2 separate regions of the Mus musculus genome follow, and region 2 is linked to region 1. A link is a contact called in public promoter capture Hi-C data. All regions are on one chromosome and are shown on one strand. The core of a region is the stretch at or near the end of the contact, and the rest is flanking DNA. Distances in the headings are between cores, read along the strand shown.

Region 1 (2,648 bases), core at 57-2,556:
TAAGACAGGGCAAAGGATGAGGAGGGAGAGGAGACAGTGTTTGGGGATAGAATTAGGAGGATAAGGATGGGGGTGGGGGTAAGGATGGTAGGGATTGAGTGGGGATGGGGATGGGAGTCAGGGGGTAGGGGGAGGAGGAAGAAAAGCAAGTGGAAGCATGTTACCTTAGGCAGTTACATAATCATGACTCCAGTTATGTGCTCAAGATGCAGAGTCAGTTTTAGCAGGGGCTGGGGCTGTTGGTCTAAGTGCAGGTATGTGACTGACCCACAGAAAGGACCTTCATCCTTCCAAGTATCTTCTGATGTAGAAATCTCATATCTTTACATTTTTTCCTGATGAACAATTTGTTATTGTATGAGTTTTATTGTTAAGGAACTTGGAAAAACATCACCCACCAAAACCAATCAGACCCAAGCGTCCATACAACTCAGTGGCCTTCAGTTAGAACAAGCATTCAGAATGGAAGCTGTGCAGGGTCATGTCCAGTTCTACACATTCAGTATCAAATACATGTTCTGCACATGTCCACCTCCCAAACCCCAAATCCAAGACAGAGTTAGAAATGGAAAACCAATGAGTTTTATCTCCTCATTCATAACTTAAGCTTGTTACCTGCAGTTCTTCCTCATCCCCTTCTTCTGTTATACTGTACATACATACATACATACATACATACATACATATTTACATAGATACATGTATTGTTGCATGAGAGTACTTTCTTACTCTCTAGGGTAACAAACAAAAGAGAACACAAATTTATCTTCCTGAGATTGTGTGGTCTCACTCGACGTTATGCATTCTAAGCCTGTCCTGAACATTTTCAAACTTCATTTTTTCTTCTTTAGAGCTGAGCAATATTTCATTTTTTTATATGAGCCACATTTTCATTGTCCGGTCACTTGTTGATGGACAGCTAGGTCAATGCCTATGGTGAACAAAGTGGTGATTTTTTTTTTAAATATAAAATGTAGCACTGAGTTCCAGATCTGCTTGGGATTACTTTCCAGAAAACCAGCTTTATTTGTGTTTTCAGCCAGAGCAAAGGTAGGATTTATTACACTTTAGACTTTTCTGAAATACTATGTGCACCTTAGCATCCGATGGAGTGCTCACTGATGAGTGCTCGTGACAGAGGCTGCGGAGACAGCAGGGCCTTAGGCAAGTCCTTGTTTTGTGTGGCTGCAAGGGAGGTATGGGGAGGAGTATGTGGTCTGACAGCGGTGCACACTGCCCTGTAGGCTTCCCTGGTCAGGCTGGAGACAGCAGGTAAGGCCACAGCAGGTGTCTCTGCTGGTGCCTCTAATGATCCAGAACCAATGAGACGCCATGCATCACGGGCATTCCGTGAGAGGGAACAGTGTGTGCTGAGCTTCCGGTGCCAAGAGACCGTGGGAACGTCAGGTCTACCATCTGACACACTCAATTCCTGGATGCAATGAGGAAGAATAGAAGTCAACTGAGCAGTCGTTCCGCTGCAGCTATGCTGGGAGGAGGAGGGGAGGATGGCCAGGGACCAACGGGAGGCAGTAGCCTCCCTCTCTAACTCATGCTCAGGCCACCCATCCGCTGCCCTAGGGTTTGGTCAGCAGTGCCCCCCCCCCCCCCCCCGCCGCGTTCTGTCCCGGGGAGTATTTGTTTTAGTTTCTGTTACCCTTTAGACTTAATCTGTTTTCTTAATCTGTTTTAGATTCTCTTGCCATTCCTTTTATGAAACCTTGAGTTTTTCTCTCCACCTTTTCCTGTTCTCAGTGCTTTGCACTGATGCTCAGTCAGGTTCCCGTCATCTGTGTTGTTTCATCTCAGCAGACATGAGTAATTACAGTTCGCTTAATCTCCAAGACAGTCCCGGGCATGTATTCTTTTCCTCTATATCAGCCGTCTTCCATGTCAGTGAGGTTTTTAAGTAGGATTTGGCTTATTTTTAAAGATGCTGCTGACCAAGGCACCCAAATCTGCATCCTAACAAAAAGTCCCATGCTTTTGAATGACGTGCCTGACAGAAGCCTGACAAATCGTTGCTGTTGGCCGTTTCAGGGCAGCCCAAGATATGCAGATACTCAAAACCAACCATCAAGATCTGCCTGGTAGCTTTAGTGACTGGCTTGAAGCAGAACCCCTCAGATATCTTAGAAAATCCCAACTCTTAAATTAATTCTGTTTTGATGCCTCACCCACAACTTCCTGATAATAACAGAAATTAATAGGTTCTGTAGGCCTGGTGGGTGCTCACTGCTTGTCTGGGTGAATGTAATCATGGGCACATTTCCTCCTTGTAAAAACCCCACGTGGGAAAGGCTGGTTTTGCCCTCTCACTACAGATTAGATTTGAAGAGCTCAGAGCTGGTTCCAGGATCCCACTCTGACCCGGCTGGAAACCAGCCTCCTCCAAGCCCATGCTTGCTCTTCTTGCTCTGTGGCCAGGTGGCCTTGAGCAGATGAGGAGGACTGGCCCAGCCACAGGCATTCTGTTTCAATAAAAACACACTCAAATAAAAATAAACTCCCCACAGTTCATTTCTAAAGTGAGCTATGAACCTAAACTCAAGAGACACATGTTGAAATGTTGGGATGTGAATGGGCATAGCCACCAGTACCAGCATTCCTCAAAAAGCTAAAAATAGGTGCCTGTTGCCAAGCTGAGT
Region 2 (2,648 bases), core at 40-2,539, 210 kb after region 1:
AGATTTGTTTATTATATCTAAGTACACTGTAGCTGTCTTCAGATGCACCAGAAGAGGGCGTCAGATCTCATCATGGGTGGTTGTGAGCCATCATGTGGTTGCTGGGATTTGAACTCAGGACCTTCGGAAGAGCAGTCGGTGCTCTTAACCACTGAGCCATCTCTCCAGCCCGTTTTTCTACTTCTTAATTGACTTTTATAAACGAGTTAAACTTTGTTAGTCCAGTTTTCTTAGCTGTTCTGTGGGGGCTAGAATATAACCCTGGTACTGTTTGGGAAAATCAGAGGAGACTCTGTACATGGCTGGTGTCCCTAGTGTGCCGAGTAAGAAGGTTCCTTTATAGCATTGTAAATTAAAAGAAAGCTTGCCTACCAGGCTAAGACTTGTACATACTCCAGCCTTCTCAGCAAGTCATTCTGGGTCTTTGTGATGTTTGGTGTAGTTTGTATCGCCAGGGAGTGTACGGAAGAACTTGGCTTCAGAGTGGCTTCTTTCTCACTTCTACCAAGCATGATACAGATTGTCATTTTGTTAAAAACAAAACCAAAAAATGTATTCCATTCAGTGGGGACATCAGGGGCTGGTTGTTTTTCTGAATGCCATTCTGTGAGGACTGTCCTTTATCTGAGTATTTGATGAGTGCTTGGGCTAGCTAAGTTCACAGATGCAAAAGTTGTTACAAAACGTGCCTTCCTTTTTTTTTTTTTGTTTTGTTTCTAATGGAAGTGAAGGGGACTTAGGGATATTATACAGTGTCATGTGGCAATTTAACACTCCAAAGTAGAATCAGTTTCCAGATGACGGGATCTGAAACTCTGTAAAGATTGTTTTGGATGGCACAGTGCCCTGAAGACCATCTGTTCCGTTCTCAGCCCCATATGGGATGGCAACCATCTCAGTGAATGAGGCTGATCAATAAGGCGATGGATGACTCGGAATCGGGATTCTTCAATTCGGAGATCCATTGAGCTGGATTTGGAAGTTCTCTATAAACTTTCAAAATGAGGTTTGTTTTTGTTTTTGTTTTTGTTTTTTAAATAATACTAGTTTGTCACATGGGAAAAGGAAAGTTCTAGAGCCCAGTGGCTTTGCCAGATGGTTTTTGTGTGTTCTTGAGCCCGTTTCTCTTACATTTATTATCCTGCCATAACAATTGGAGATGTTTCCTATCTTATTTTTTCTAAGTATGCATTCATATTAGAAATGAAAGTTTGAATATCGCCACATGAGAGCACCACAGAGGTGTTTGCCAGATGCTCGGAACAGTGCTGCGTTGACACACACGCCCTCGCTCATCCAGCTGCCCCTGCCTTCGTAAACAGCTCAGTTATTAGGGATGGAGTCTGTATGTGGTAGGCACTCTATTCTTCAGGAAACCCAAATTAGGTTGCCAGAATCTAGCTAATACAAATGTTGCAATTTTGTTGTTTGATTTTTTTTTTTTTTTTTTTTTGAGACAGGTTCTTGCTCTGTAACCCGGCCATAGTACTTATATAGCTCAGACTATATATAAATAGTACTTGTTGTGTAGCCCAGGCTATCCTCCTGCAATGATCCTCCTGAGGCCGCCTCTGAGGGCAGGGATTATAGATTGAGCCACCATTCGAGGTTTAAAAAATCTCAAATTTCAAGGTAAAATTTGAAATTCTTTGTAGCCCAAGACATTTTTTTTTTGTTTGTTTTTAAGGTGAAAAATTTGCCATAGAAGATGTTTGTGAAGATAATGCTACTTAATATGGAGAGAGCTCTTGACTCTTCTGAGCTGCCATAAAACTGTGAAGTCAACTTAGGCTTTAAAGTATTTGCTGAACTCTAAATTTGAGGACAGAATGATTTTTTTTTTTTTTTAGTTTTTAGAAATACCACAATCTGGCATTACTTCTGAGTAGTAAGTAGTCAGTGACTTCCAAAATGTGTGAAGGATACTAGAGGAGTTTCATTTCATTAAAAAATTATTTTAATTGTGTGTATGTATATGTATATACACACATGTATTTGGGTGCAAGTACCTGAAGAGGCCAGAAGAGACTTCAAGCTCCCTGGAGCTGGAGTTCCAGGGGGTTACAGACCTCTGGCATAGGGCGCTGGGAGCTGGATTCGGATCCTCTCTAAGAAAGTTGCACGGCGCCATCCCTCCAGCCCCTCCCACCCCCGCTTCCTTCCTTCCTTCCTTCCTTTTTAATTTTATTTATGTTTGCAGTTGTTTTGCCTGCACAGTGTTTGTGCCTAGTTCTGTGGGATGCTGGAAGACAGTATTGGATCTTCCGAACTAGAGTTAGGCAGTTGTGAATCACCATGCGGTGTTGGGAACTAAGCCCCAGTCCTCGGGAAGAGCAGACAGTGCTCCTAACTGCTGAGCCATCGTCCTAGCACCTTGCTTTATTTCTCTGTGGAGATTTGGGTCGCTGGCTTGATAAATACAAAGAAAGTGGCACTGTCAAATGCACTGTGAACATAAGCAGTCTGTCTGTCTTTGGTTTTGCTTTTGTTTTTCAGACAGGATTTTCATATAGCCAAGGCTTTCTTCTGTTCGCCCTGTTTTTGTTTTCTCCTGATGGGACGGGATAGGAGTTTAGTAGCTGAGGAGTGCTGCTGCGGTCTGTCTGCCCCGTGCCTAGAACGGGAATTGCCTGCTCTACTTGCCCCAT

Evidence for each region. Capture Hi-C pulls out chosen DNA fragments and counts their contacts.
Region 2: a promoter capture Hi-C map of pancreatic islet shows a contact between it and region 1. The contact joins two enhancer-like sites. A contact is called at or near these places in 1 of 484 Hi-C or Micro-C datasets (embryonic stem cells), 5 of 115 datasets of contacts at active chromatin or transcription factors (craniofacial prominence, embryonic basal ganglia, embryonic limb bud and 2 more) and 1 of 9 other capture datasets (pancreatic islet).

Annotation. Positions count from the first base shown.
Region 1 is chr14:76,224,450-76,227,097 of GRCm38.p6, forward strand. It overlaps Gm36583 (a long non-coding RNA gene), which reads right to left. Exons shown (of 2, transcript XR_383604.3): 2 at 997-1,432. Among named protein-coding and RNA genes, the nearest start is that of Gm36583, 19 kb to the right of the region's middle. Within about 2 kb of position 1,307, at least 6 of the 459 cell types and tissues checked have an H3K27ac peak or open chromatin away from gene starts, as enhancers often do. A contact at or near this core is called in pancreatic islet, where this site is marked.
Region 2 is chr14:76,431,727-76,434,374 of GRCm38.p6, forward strand. The region is part of intron 1 of Tsc22d1 (TSC22 domain family, member 1); the gene reads left to right. Among named protein-coding and RNA genes, the nearest start is that of Tsc22d1, 17 kb to the left of the region's middle. Within about 2 kb of position 1,290, at least 10 of the 459 cell types and tissues checked have an H3K27ac peak or open chromatin away from gene starts, as enhancers often do. A contact at or near this core is called in pancreatic islet, where this site is marked.